Regions from separate parts of the Zea mays genome. Here region 2 is linked to region 1. The links are chromatin contacts, called in public Hi-C maps. All regions are on one chromosome and are shown on one strand. Each heading gives the region's core, a stretch centred on a gene start, on an enhancer-like site or on the middle of the called end of the contact. The rest is flanking DNA. Distances are from core to core; before and after follow the strand shown. Region 1 holds the start of LOC103627539 (cyclin-P4-1). Region 2 holds the start of LOC100274345.

The links. A called contact is a pair of places that touch in the nucleus more often than the background predicts.
Region 2: a Hi-C map of leaf shows a contact between it and region 1, with 5 times the contacts expected there. The contact joins the promoter of LOC100274345 here to the promoter of LOC103627539 in region 1. A contact is called at or near these places in 3 of 25 Hi-C or Micro-C datasets (ear, leaf and tassel).

Annotation. Positions count from the first base shown.
Region 1 is chr5:194,885,671-194,892,834 of Zm-B73-REFERENCE-NAM-5.0, reverse strand. LOC103627539 (cyclin-P4-1) reads left to right here and starts at 3,061. Exons shown (of 2, transcript XM_020538629.3): 1 at 3,061-3,548; 2 at 5,070-5,578. The coding sequence starts at 3,178. The coding sequence ends at 5,328. It overlaps LOC109939851, which reads left to right. Exons shown (of 5, transcript XM_020538226.1): 2 at 193-346; 3 at 1,045-1,146; 4 at 1,191-1,256; 5 at 1,393-1,649. The coding sequence ends at 1,426.
Region 2 is chr5:195,065,919-195,073,082 of Zm-B73-REFERENCE-NAM-5.0, reverse strand. LOC100274345 reads left to right here and starts at 2,438. Exons shown (of 9, transcript NM_001148705.1): 1 at 2,438-2,811; 2 at 2,950-3,059; 3 at 3,753-3,821; 4 at 4,271-4,386; 5 at 4,502-4,556; 6 at 5,329-5,449; 7 at 5,541-5,588; 8 at 5,943-6,037; 9 at 6,185-6,710. The coding sequence starts at 2,727. The coding sequence ends at 6,286. It overlaps LOC103627492, which reads right to left and starts at 974. Exons shown (of 2, transcript XM_008647783.3): 1 at 499-974; 2 at 14-365. The coding sequence starts at 824. The coding sequence ends at 263.

The DNA.
Region 1 (7,164 bases), core at 1,812-4,311:
ACTGCAAGCGCACCCGACCTGGGCGCGGGACAAACATGAAGGCCGCGGGATTCCCACCTCTCTCACGCCGGTCTCCGGCCGCCTCGCTCTCCCCCCTTCGCGCTCGCCCTCGCGCTCGACCCATCTGGGCTGGGGCACGCGGCGACACTCACTCGTCGGCCCAGGGACCCCCCGGTCTCGAAACGCCGACAGAAGGCGAGCACGAGGAGCAGCAGGGAGAGGGCGGTGGTGGCTGTGATGGCAGCAGCAGCAGTCCCAAGCAGGCAGTCAACCCTGGGGAAGAGGAGATGGTGGAATCTGGTCCTGTGACAGCGACGCCCAATGCTGCTTGTGGATTCCAAGAAAGGTAGGATCGTTGTTGTTGTGGAGTACTAAAATATTTACAGAATTGGGGCACTAGGCTATTTCTTTCTTTTGGGGGAAAGGAATGGGGAAAAAAGAGGCAGCATGGAGGAACAAAGCAGAGTGCTGCCTTGGCTTCCGTTTTCTTTGGCATGCCACGGTTTCTTGCTTAGAGATGAGAGATGCTTCTGCGAGTATTAGTATAGAACAAATTGCTGCTTTACCTAGGCTGTTATTGCCCTCTAACTGTGCCACACTTTGCTTAGTCTCTCGAATTGAATAACTAAAAAGTTAGACAAAATATGACAAGTTACTCAGCAAACCAAACAGGCGGCCTATATATATATATATATAGTTTGTTTGACAAAGATGGGTGCCAAACTGTGATTGGAATGAAAGCACACCTTTTGCCTACATGCTCTGTTTATTCTCTGCCACACGAGCTAATATGCCTCTAAAAAGCAATTTGTAAAAAGGGAGGTGTATAGGCTGCGCCGATCATATCATAGGCGGTGCTGATTGAAAGCAACAAAAGGGGTGGGAAAAGGAGTGCACTGTCAAAGGGAATTTGGTAGGGGAACAGAGAAAAGATACTTGGCCATTGTTAAGCAGTATCTTGGTGCAAGTTGCCATCTCCTTGATCTTTTTTCGGTCCAGGATTGGCTGACGTGTTTCTTTCTTTGCTCGTTTGAACTGCAGCAGCTATGGTGTGGTGGAGGTGGAGCTCGTCTTGCCTAACAGCCCCTTCGTGTCCCCCACCAAGGAGGAGGCCTCATACGCTGATGCTGTCACCGCTGCAGCCGCTCGGAACGGTAGCAGGAGCAGCCCTCGCCGTGTGGATTAATCGTCCCGTTGCACCCACGTCTTCCACCACCCTCGACCTGCCCCTACAGCTCCTACTTTCAGGTGCCCAGGTAAACGTTCTCAGCAGCTAGCTTAAATCTTTCCTGCGTGTTGTTTCTCTTATTGCAAGCAATTCATGTGGGGTGAGCAAAAGAAATCAAAGACTATTGTTTTTTTTGTTGTTACAAATGTTCAGAATTTGTCCAGGTTTTCTCCTGGGCATGAAGCCATTGGGCTGTGATGTGTGAGGTGCACAGAGCAAAAAAAGGGGGAGGGGGCCCTCCATTCCTCTAATATGGGAGTAAGTGTCAACAAGAGCCCTCCTTGTGCCTGTCTTTCTGATAGTGTTGTAACCATTAATAATAAGCTAGCTGCTGCTCCCATGACCATGATGCATGTATATGCCAGCATAGATCCTGAATCATGATGGTCATAATCTGTGTGTTGACGGGCTGTTGTGCGCAGGGAACTACTAATATGGCTACATGATGGCCGACCCCATCAACTGAGCGTAGAGAAGCTTTGACAAAGAAAAAAGAAATACCTTTGGAGAGGTGTAATCTTCTTCAGAGTGGAAGGAGGAGGGGACAGTGAAGACATCAACAGAGAAGAAACAAGTCCAGGTTGTTTTTTAGCTCTTAGGCCTATGATAAGTATATGATAGTAAGTGTGAGTGAATAGTAGGCATAAATAGTAGTAGTAGTAGTAGTTAATTAGTAGTCGTTTATTAGTAGCTGCTGTCAGCGTCAAGAAGGTGATGAAAAGGCACACTCCAGCTCTCTTCTATGCTCGTTTGTGGCATGGATGGATCTCTCACTGTTGTGATGATGATACAGGTGATTAAACTAAACCGTAGTAGAATGGTGTAAGCTCTGTCAGTTGTAGTTGCGAAGTGGCGTGGCTGCATACATCAGACATGGCATCTAAAAGAAAGAAAAATACTCCTAGGCAAGCGAACAAAAGCCAGAGAGACGGACGTAGGAGGAGGGAAAAGTGATAAGGTGAGATGCGGCGGGGGCTACTTGCTGGGACCAGACCAGAGCACTGAGCACTCACAGGTGCGACTGCATCCCAGCGCAGAGAAGAGAGAAGAGCACAGAGAAGAGAGAGCACTCCCTGGCGGGCCTTAGTTGTGCTGCTGAGCTTGTGTTGCGTCCAACTTTTGCTATTCTTTTCGCCGCCCTTGTAGGAGTACTGCCGTGGTAGCGGATGGCTACTAGCTAGCAATAGCAGTTGCAAGTCGCCTGGCGTCAAGCAAATTGCTGGTGAAGGTTTTGTGCTCCCGGTTCGCCGAATTTTGGGTCAGCCAAAGCCTGAATCTGCTGGTGCTCGGAGTGGAGTGAGGTTAATATATCTTATCATAACATGTTCATTCCGTAGCAACGCACGGGCATTTACCTAGTCAAGATATAATTACTGAAGATTACTCAATACAGATTTTAATTGCGTGAGATAATCTTAGGCTTTCGGTAGCTAGCTTAATTTATCAGTTAGCACCGAAGATGCCAAACTAGTGATTTGTAAGTTCAGGTTAAATTTTCCTAAACCAGCACGAAAGAAAATCAACGAAACCAAACTAACCGCATGTGTAGTCCTCCGTTAAATAAGAGAGGTTGTTAAAATCTCGTAAATCAGCACGAAAGAAAATCAACGAAAACCTAATAACCACAACTCCACAAGTTAGGCCCTGTTTCAATCTCACGGGATAAACTTTAGCTTCCTGCTAAACTTTAGCTATATGAATTGAATTGCTAAAATTTAGCTTAAATTACAACCATTAGCTCTCCTGTTTAGATTATAAATAGCTAAAAGTAGCTAAAAAAAGCTGCTAAAGTTTATCTCGCGAGATTTGAACATGGCCTTATCCTCCGTTCTATTCTATAAGAGAGGTTCTGATAAACTCTCCCCCACCTGTTCTCCACCAGCCCCGGAGGTCGACACGTGCGCCACACCATAGGGCAGGGCCCAGGGAGCCCGGCGACCTCCATCTCCATGGCCGAGTGCGAGGAGCTGGTGGAGAGCGGCGGCGCCGAGGAGGACATGCCCCGCGTCGTGGCCGCCCTCGCCGGCATCCTGGAGCGCGTCGCGAACCGCAACGACGCGGCGGCGGCCGCGGAGGTCTCGGCCGTAGCCCCGGCGTCGGCGTTCCGGGCGACGACGAAGCCGGGCATCTCGGTGCGCGCCTACATGGCGCGCATCGCGCGGTTCGCTGGGTGCAGCCCCGCGTGCTACGTCGTGGCCTACGTCTACCTGGACCGCCTCCTGCGCCGCGGCCGCCTCCTGGCGCTCGCCGTCGACTCCTACAGCGTGCACCGCCTCCTCATTACCGCCGTGCTCGCCGCCGTCAAGTTCATGGACGACATGTGAGTCCTCCGATCCCTCTCTCTCCATGCCTATGCCCTGTGGGGTATCGCGATCAAACGAACCAACTGTCCTGCTGAATTTGCGGCGCAGCTGCACATGATCGTCTTTCCCCATTAGGTATTTATTTGTCGGTCTATAACTGGGAGCACGTAGGTCAAGTAGCTTGGTGCGGTTCACTCTGTTCTTGGTATGTTCAGATGTTCTTGATTCTGAACTGTCCATGTGCTATTCGTAGAACTCCTGGATTCAAACACCGTGATGGTCAATTGCTCGGGAGAAAAAACAATTGGACCACCTGATTTTCTCTTCTTTGGTATTAAGATTTATCTACCATGGAAAAATTCAAATGCTTTGGATTCTTGTGCAAAGAGTAGCTGTGACAAAGTGCTCTATTAGTACTAGACTATTAGTACAACTTTACGTAGGCATCTTTTTGCTGCTCCCCTGTTCTCTCAGCTCCCAAGTTTCAGAATTCTGCTAGGCAGCCAGGAATAGTTTAGGAGTGCCGTCCAAGTAACTCTAGCATCATTTCCTACTCCTGGAAGGCCTGGAGTCTCCAGAATCGCGTCCCGTTTCTATCCAATTGTTCAGTGAAGTTGCTTCTGATAAACGTGAACAACAAAAAAAACAAACTTTTGATGACATTATCACGCGTCCAAGTGTCGGTGGGTGTTACAGTGTCATGTACAGAAGCGTGTCCTAGTGGCATAAGAAAAGTGTGCCAAACACTCATCAGTTCAGAATTTTGGCGGCAATCATCGATGCAAACATACACTACCGCGCTAATGATGATAGAAGGTAAGGTTGTTGTAGCAGTAGTAGTAGGCCGCGGCTAGGCTGGGCTCTCACTTGGACAGTTCAACTGTGCTATGTGAAGCTTGGCCTTTCATTGGGTAAATCCAAGCCTTCAATTCTGTCGGCCTTGCAAACAAAGGCGGGTATCGTCCACGGACGACAAAGTTAAGCCTGTCCAGCGAAGCGACCCGGCTGTTCCTCAGTTGCTTGCGTGCATCCAACCACGCACATCCACCGTGGACCCGAAGACATAAACTAGAATTCCACCCCTTCCCGGCCCCGTCACCTCTGTGCGGCTTGGAATTTAATTCTGGCGCCAGTTGTAGGGGATTGGGACTGCCAACTTGCCCGGCCATCTGCTGCTGGCCTGCTGCTGATGTTTGCCCCCTTGCTCACTTGTCACTTCACTTCTTCCTCATGCCTGCAGGGTCCCAGGAGCATCCACACCTCTAGTCTCTTCTTGTTGCTTTCTGCTTTAGTCTTTGCTTATTGGGCAACTTGCCATTCTTTAAAAAGGCTCCGTTCGGTGGCCTGTTTGGTAAAACTTTGTTGGTCGCGCTCTTTGTTCGGTTGCATGATTGTTCTGAAACTTCTACTGTAATTTTGCCGTCAATCATTGGCGAGAAGAAGTTACAGGCGTTGAGCACTAGCTTAGTACTGAAAGATAGAGTCAAACTGGCTAGAGCTGATCTGCGAGTGGATTGATCTTGTATCTGTGCGCGCAGATGCTACAACAACGCCTACTTCGCCAAGGTCGGGGGCATCAGCCTGGTGGAGATGAACTACCTGGAGGTGGACTTCCTGTTCGGCGTCGGCTTCGACCTCAACGTGGCGCCGGAGACGTTCGGCGACTACTGCGCCGTGCTGCGGTCGGAGCTACTGTGCGCGGAGGCTGCCCCCGCGCCACTCAGGCTGCAGCACTGCTGCCTGTCCGAGGATGACGCCGGGGCCGGATGCAGCGCCCAGCAGCAGCTCGCTGCATGAATGAAAGAAACCTAAGCCCATCGATCGACGACTCATCCGGTGGCTTGGGCGCAGGAGTTGTAAGCCGGTGCAAATTTTTCCAAATTATTAGATGTTTTGTCTTTTCTAGATTATAAAGCTTTCGATATATACACACATCTATATATACAGTGTGTCTAGAGGTGTAGTGGTGGTGTAGGTCGTCGTCGGTTGTACCAGCTGCTACAGTAGATTGTGTATACAGTGCTGGTGTCTTTGGTGACTTTCTGAATCGTGTGCGTGTTCGTTCCGGTAGCGAAGGTAACTTGAACAAGCAATGAGGTGCGCCATGCAGTGTTCTTCTCCATTGGAAGCAGCGATGCGCCAACCACTGCTTAAAGGTAAGGGCTGGGGAGGGCGGTAGGGCTCACACGAAAGATACGAATCCGATCGTATGGCTGGCAATGATAACGTGCAGGCACCCAAATCTTTGGTACAGGGACTCCGCACCACGATGGACTTTGAACATGGTTCCCGCCGGTGCATGAGTAAAAGGCCGCTCTCGGTACAAAAATTCCATATTCTCGTTTAATAGAGCGTGAAAAAATCAATGCAACGAGTGTAGTTGAAATAATGGCTTGTTGTGTATTTAATTCAACCGTGGCTTCTACAGTATTTTGTCTCTATAGATCGTAACTGTAGCAGTCTGAACAGTTGCAGTAACTACGGCTGCAGAACAGCTGAGCAGTATTAGAAGCCTTACTATGCCACAAAATTAAATGCGGTGAGCTTATTTGAAACATAAAAACTGAAACTAGGCATTATGCTAAGGTTGACCGTTGACCTAGCCATGGATCAAATGTTGGATGTGTTTGGTTCGGTGTCAACGAGGGATGGGACAGGATCAACCATGAGTTGACCATGTCCCTTATTTTTTGAGAGATGACCTCATCCACTATTTTTGAATAATATTTTTTGACCCTTACTCTAGACTTCCAAACCAAACATGAGTCAAGTTGGAATGATCGCATCTCATCCCTCTTCATCGTTTCTCATCCATCCATCCAAACACTACTAAGGTCTTGTTCGGTTAGCTCACAATCCACATGGATTGAGTGGGATTGGATAGGTTTAAATCTCAACTAAGTCAAACCCTTTTTAAATTTTTTTCCAATCTTATCCAATTCATGGGTAACGGGATTAACCGAACAAGGCCTAATGTGGCATAACTGGAATTTGGAAACAACATAATGGAACCATCAACCCAACTGAGGTTGGTTTAAAAGTCAATCCACGTACGACTAGTGATGATGCACTCTGGAGGCAACTCTACTCAGGCCACACTCAATTCTCAATGACTCAAACTTGCAAAGTAGCACTACGACTTGACCCTATTTTGATTCAGCTAACTTTTGGGCCATTTTAAGTTTTCGTATGGCCCAGTTTGGCCAAACATGCCCTGCCATCAGCCCATTAGGAAAAGGGTTCGTCTTCGTGCGGTGGGAGATGAACGCGGGCGTTGTTTCCGATGGGAAGCGCTTGGGCTTGGACTTGGAGACGCTCTAGATGAGCTGCCAGACGGCCGCCACTGGCTTGGAGACGCTCTAGATGAGCTGCCAGACGGCGACGAGTGACGAGTGACAGGCCCTCCTCCCCTGAGGGCTAGTTTGGGAGGCTCAAAGCCCAGAGGATTGGAGGGGATTTTAGCCTCTTCTTATTCAATTTTAAATAATAAGGAGATTTTAGCCTTTTTAATTTATTCCGGATTTTAGACTTCCAAACTAGCCGGAAGCGGCGTGGATGGAGAACCTCGCGACCGATGCGAAAAACGAGGTTCCGAATAACAGAGGTGGCGTCGCGATGGGGATGGACATACGA
Region 2 (7,164 bases), core at 1,189-3,688, 180 kb before region 1:
GATGGCGCGCGCTCTCTCCATGGCCCGCCACCTCCTGCCGCCTGCTCCACCTCCCGGCGCTCCTCGACGGCGTCGAGCTCGCGCAGCGCGCCCGCGCCCTCCTCTCCGACATCGCGCGCCGCCACATGGAGCTGGACACGGTCGTGTTTGTTATTTGCTGTACATCAGGCACGGAGCTTCAGAATGCTTCTTGTAACCCTGGGATCTACTCAACGTGTTTGTTATTGATCAAGAAACTCCCTTGCCTTTCCGCGCTGGGAGATCAATACCGATCTGACTGAGTAACTATAGCCTCGACCCGATCTATCGATGCATGCAACTTTCTATAGTTCATACTGAAGGCTGGTTCTCCTGCGCCAACAGCCCTGTGTAGAGCAAATATGTCGATCATAGTGTTCGTGAGTTCAAATTGTTCTCAGGAACTAGGATCTTTGCTCGAATGCTTATAATAATTATAAGTAATTTATTTAAGTAGCGTTAGTGCTGATTCAGACTTACCCATGAATCTCAGGAAGCACATACTCTGCTTTCCATCCAATCCTCAAATCAAACCATGGGAACAAGCTGAGTTTTGATGAGGGCGCAGCGGCCGAGCGCCTTGACGTCGCCGATGCGATTGAGGACGTCGAGCAACACTGCGTCGTGGAGCCGCTCGAACTGGTCGGCGGACTCGGCCTCGCCGCACGGGCACTCCTCCTGCTGCTGCCGCGCCGCCTCCATCCCACGGAGGTTGCAAGCAGCCAGGCACACATATCGGGATCGGGGAGAGGAGCGCGCGTGCTCGTGCTCCCGCCACCTCCTGGCTCGCCGCCGTCCGCGGCCATCTCGCCGTCCGAGTCCGGCACCGCGGCCCCCTGGGGATGACGGCGCTGAAGACGGCAGCCGAGCGGAGGAGACTTATTCTCACGGCGGGAGATTAATTAGTGTCCATAACAACTAATGGGATTTTTATGTCCATATCAGCGCTTGGCCGTCCTCTGCGTCTTCAAATTGTCGAAGCCCTTCCCTATGCCTCCATTTCGTCGAAACCAACTCTGTCGTGTTCCATAATGACAATAATCTCGGTGGTTTAGACGTGGTTAGTTCTGACCACTGTACGTGCTGGGGCGTGTACTACGTGCCTTCGTCTTTCGATCGCTACCTGCTCGCGTGTAGTATGAAAAATGTGCCGACGAATTAATGCAAAAATACTCCGTACTAGTTTTTAAAAAGGAGATGGGCGCTTTAAGCGTAGTCTCAACTGTCGCACATCAAATGATTAGCGTGACGACGAATTCGCTGCCTTTTGAAGAAAACAAAGTGGGTGGGATTAGGTCCTACAGGTCCACTGAGGGACGGGTGTTGAACTGGTAGTGGTAGTTGCATCGCATGCTGGACCACACCGTCGTGCTGCCTCAACGGTGCGTGGTAGAGCGGGCCTGTTCGTTTATCCAGAATTCCTCCAAATTCGTTCTAGCTGATAAAGCTGGAGTATATAAATTAGACAAGCAATTTGCTTAAGATTCGTTGGAACATGCCCTAAGAGAAGAAAAAAGAAAGAAAAGCCATCGGCAACTCCAGAAAATGACAGCTCAAGCGATCCGACAGTACAGTCTGCTTCCCTTGATCTTTCATGACGCTCTCGGGTGGTTCAACAGAAACAGATTACCCACCAACGAAAATGTTCTCCATAATTGGGTTAGACAATGCATGCGTGCTGAAAATAAAATCGAGCCGCCTGCATGCCTCTAAAAAAAAGAACTTGACGGCAGCAGGAGTATGTGTAGCGCCGAGACTTGTACTGTATAAGTCTATATAGTTCTAAAACAAAACAAAAGTAGTTATTATATATATTTGTGCCCAGTCCAAAGTTATAACACGGTTATTGAGAGCCGATTCTTTTTAATATACTCGATAGTTTCAGCTTTAAATTTCATGGAGCTAGGCTGGAACCCGTGATGCCTCCCTCAGTGACCTACATTAACACGAAAACACGCTGACCTACTCCTCCAAACATGCCGATCCACTCCTACAACCTAGATTACCGGAACGTCCAATAAAAATGAAAATTTTAGTTTTGCTAAGGCAAACCGCCTTAATTCTACCAGAAACAAGTAAAAAAGTATATTAGGATTTTTATAGTACATATCGTTAAATCCGTAAATATTGAATTTGGAGGAATTAAGGGCAGGCGAAAGAGAATATATGCCCCCCCCCCAAATTAAAGGAATAAAATGGGAGGGTATAGTTTAATTAAAATATAGTAAAGAGAAAAGGCCTCGGGGGAAAAAATAAAAAGGAGAGAAGAAAAGCGAACCGAGCAAGCAAAGGCAAAGCCGGAAGCATTTCCCTATATTGATTGATTTATCCAAAGCAGCAGCGGCAGGAGCACTGCACCGTCCAGCACACACCAGCATTGTCCTGAGGCCTGAGCAGCGCTGCGCCGCCCAACCAGAACGACGAAGCGGAGCCAGCGCCAACGAACCAACTAACCAACGGACGGAAGTGGCGAGGCAAGGCCGCCGCGAAGCCGAGCAATAGCCCCCCTCCTCTACCCGTTCCTCTCCTGCCTTCTCGGGATCTGCCCGCCCGCCTTGTGCCCCCGCGGTTGGAGCTCCGGCTGCACGACACCATGAGCCCCCGCGCGTAGAGGCTGGGAGAGAGGGAGCGGGGAACAAAGTTAGGCACCAACAAAGTTAAGTGGGGAGGCCAGAGCTGGCCAGCTGGGTCGCTGTTCTACCAGAGGGATGGACGGGAGCGCCGGCTCCTTCGTCGCCGTCCGCCGGCTCTCTGGCTCCGACCGCGCCGCCGCCTTCCACCACTCCTCTTCGGGTGCCTCGCCTCGCCTCGCCTCCGATTTGGATAGTTCCTCGTTTGTTTTCTTACATAGCGGCTGTTGTTGCTCCCGCCTCACGCCACGGGACGATGCTTATGGTTATGGTCTGTGCTGTCCCTACGCTGTTGCTGCAGCGGAGGTCGTGACGGGGTCGACGGCGTGGATCGGGAGGGGGCTCTCCTGCGTCTGCGCGCAGAGGAGGGACAGCGATGCGCGCCTTTCCTTCGATTTGACGCCTGTGCAGGTGAGATTCGTCTATTTCTTTACGATTTCATTGCCAAGTGTTCTTCTGCGGATTCTCGACCCTGCCAATGAAATTTGTAATATCTCACTGTTTAGCCCCCCTGATTTCATTCTCAGCTTCAGACCCTACTCTGAATCTCGCATTGCTTCTGCACCACCTGCGTCAAAATTGCTCTGACTCTCTGTTAATTCACTTCAGTGCCTTTTTAACTGGAGTAAGTTGTTTATTAATTTGGTGAATTATCATGTCAACGAAATTTGAGACACCTCACTGTTTAGCCCCCCCCCCCCCCCCCCCCCCCGAATTTATTCTAAACTTCAGACTCTCCTCTGGATCTCGCATTGCTTCTGCACCACCTGCGTCAAAATTGCTCTGACTCTGTTAATTCACTTCAGTGCCTTTTTAACTGAAGTAATTTGTTTATCAACGAAATTTGAGATACCTCACTGTTTAGCCCCCCCCCCCCCCCCCCCCCCCCCCAAATTTATCCTAAACTTCAGACTCTCCTCTGAATATCGCATTGCTTCTGCTTCTGCAGCACCTGCGTAAAAATTGCTCTGACTCTGTTAATTCACTTCAGTGCCTTTTTAACTGAAGTAATTTGTTTATTGATTTGATTAATTTGGGTTTAGCTGTACACTGCAGGATATTGATTTTATCCACAGTTAACATATTCTCTCTAGCGTGTTTCAGGAAGAATGCCTACAGAGGTTACAAAACCGTATAGAAGTTCAGTATGATAGTGCAAACAGAGAGCATCAGGTACTTGTACTTCTTAGGTTCCTATTGACGCTAAACTGTCCTCATGAGGTTCATCTCGTGTTACTTGTGAAATTCCATGCACTATTACGAACTGTGTGCGTGCTATTTTCCCACAATTTTCTAATCAAAATATTCAGCACAAAAGGATAACCTCATATATTGGATATTCAATTGAAAAATCTAGCAGGCCTGTAGATCTGAGCAAAATGATATGGAGTACATGCTGTTACTTTCACAACACATAGATGGTCTTTTTTTTGCAAGGACTTCAGTTGTTATGTTGCTCCTTGTCCTTATGAGTTAACACTTAACCTGCTCGAGTTACAATTATACATCTCAATCCAGATCATCTTTTTCATGTTCTGGTTCTGCTCATTTATCCTTTCTGATGACATTTGAGAAAGCATAGCTAGTTACTTAACCTGTTATCTCATCTTTCTTTCTTTTAGGAAGCACTACAGTCCCTTTGGTGTGCTTCTTTTCCTGGCACCGAGCTTCGGGGGCTAATATCAGAACAATGGAAAGAGATGGGTTGGCAAGGGAAAGACCCATCTACAGATTTTAGGTATTACATTTTCTCCTCTGTCCCAGCTGCTATCAGTTACCCCGTTTTCTCAGTAGTAACCTTAGTTAACCTAGAGAGTAGAGATAGGTGATCCTTTGTTGTGTTGGCATTACAGAGGTGGAGGCTTCATCTCCTTGGAGAATCTATTGTACTTCGCTAGGAACTATCCAGTGAGTGCAAATCCTTGTTTTTAGCAATATTTTGCTTTTGTCACATGCTTTTGTATAATGATTTTATGTGGCCTTAAAGACTTGAGGCTCTGATGTACTCGAGCCTTCAGCACTTCTGTTTGGAGCATAGCAAACAGGACCTAGATGGCTTGCTGAACATAATCATTTGCAGGGTTATAATAAGATGTGGCATATGCTGCTATTTTATGTTCTAAATGTCTAATATTTCCTTGTTAATCCGTGCGAAAAGGGAAAAGAAAAAAGTTCCACAGTACATGTTGTGGGCTAGACTGAAAAACATGCAAAACACATCTAACAAAATAGGATATTGAACAATATGGTTACACATGTGATTTATTTAAAACTGAAATGTTCATGATGATATGGCATTGTGATACTAAAAAATAAAAATTCGACCTGCGGGGGTAAGACAACCTCCGGACATTATGGTAAGAAGAAAACCTTCTCACTCAGGTCGAGAACCTTCGAACCACTGTCCCACCCATACACAGTGGCACTGTAGCCCATGTGAGAAACGACCACGACTGGGACCAGACCTTTAGACCTGTACTTTGTCCTAGGACAGACGAGAGGATTTTTTTTAACTACGGCCTGAAATTCACGGAGAGTTGAACCTAGGACCCGAGGAGTGCTACTCAAACCACCCAACCAACTTAGCTAGAGGCTCTTTCGCTGTCATTGTGGTACTTAACTGTTAACTCACATAGTTATTCATACCTGCCACAAATTGGTTTAACATACTTTTCTGCAGAAATCTTTCCAGGAACTCCTTCGCAAGCAGAATGGTGACCGTGCAATCTGGGAGTATCCATTTGCTGTCGCTGGTGTAAATATAACCTTCATGCTCATTCAAATGCTTGATCTCCAATCAGGTTTGTCAAGCAATAGTTCCTCCAAATCATAAGCTAAGTTTTTGACTATTGGTTCACTTTAAATTGACCCTAATCTCGATGTCCTGTGCAGTTAAACCGAGGTCATTGTTCGGAGCAGTTTTCCTAAAGCTTCTTTCAGGTATAGTCTTCATTGCAGTAGTCTATTTCGGAACAGGCGCCATAACCTACTAGAACTGTTTATCACTAGATTCTTTTGTACCAACTATTCCTTTTACCATAGAGTTTCTTTGGCCTTAAGTTGTTTTCTTGTGATGATGACTATGAATGAAAGGTGTTTCATCAATATGCATAATTTAAACAAGTTCCAGTTTGCTAACTCCATTGCTTTAAGGCCACATAATATAGTAATGCTATCTTTTAGTTTTACACTTGTACTTCTCAGAGGTAGAAAACACACAAATGTGAGCTGGCTGAAGGATCTAGTTACATTACTTCCAAATGTTGATTCAATGTTTCGACTTCTGATGTTCAGAAAACGATCAAGCTTTTGACATTCTCTACTGCATAACCTTCAAGCTGATGGATCAGCAATGGCTTGACATGCATGCTACTTACATGGACTTCAACGTATGTTCTTTTTGCTCTAAATCTCAAAAAATTCCATATAACAACTTCTCCTTTCTTGACCTTACGAAAGATCCATAGATAATTGAAGAGCCCAGGCATTGGGTCTTGGGAACTCTTGCTCACTTCACTGTATTATTAAAACTGCAGACGGTCATGAAGTCTACACGGCGTCAGCTAGAAAGGGAGCTGTTAATTGAAGATATTCAGAGGATTGAGGACATGCCATCATACAGGCTTCTGGCCCGGTAGCTAGAAGAAACTGAAACCTTAACATGGCTACATATTGCAAGGCGGCTTGAGATGCTAATGGATCGCAACTTATGTGGACGGCGACAATCTTGAAATGTAGATGACATGTATCCTTGTGTGTTAGGTACTTGTGGTCTCTGGTAACCTGATCTCTGAAGATTACAAGGTAGGGTTTTTTTCCTGGTGATAGAATGCCACGTAGGGTAACTGAAGTGTCTGATCAGCTCCCATGGCCAAAAAAAAAATTTGTAGGGTGTGTTATTACAATCTGGTCGTTGTCCATCATACCACGAAAGGAAGTATTCCTAGGGTTGTTGTTGTAAACAGGAGGATTTGGGAAAGATGATCTGTGTTGTCTCCCATTTGCTTGAAGATAAGAGGCTAGTTCTTTTTAAGTGGGCAGCTACTCTGCTGTGCCGCTCCCCAAGATCTGTTTGCGCTGTTCGTGCCAAGCCTGCCTACACCATTTTATTCCCGCTGGTGTGTTCCTTTTACGAATCGTGCTTGCAGTTTTCTGTATTTACCTGATGGTTCATGGCAAAGAGAATGCTGCGTCATCATAATATAGCTACAGTACTTTGTAAGCCGTTCTTCAACTGTTCTCTATTATTATTGTAAGATGCAAAATATGTGCACGCTTCATTGGTTTCGCCATTTTAAAATGTTGTTTTTTCCAGTGTGAGCGTCGTGACCAAGGACCGGCAGAATGGCAGGTGCGCAGTGCGCTCCATGTATGAGCAGCAACAGCATCAATAAGGGATGCGACTGGTATGTGGGCACAGGAGGGCGCACCATGAGACATGAGCTGGTTCCGTGTTCTTTGTTCCTGGTGGATGACTTCCCGAGTGGTGAGGTTGCCTGGGCCCTGGGCCAAGGGC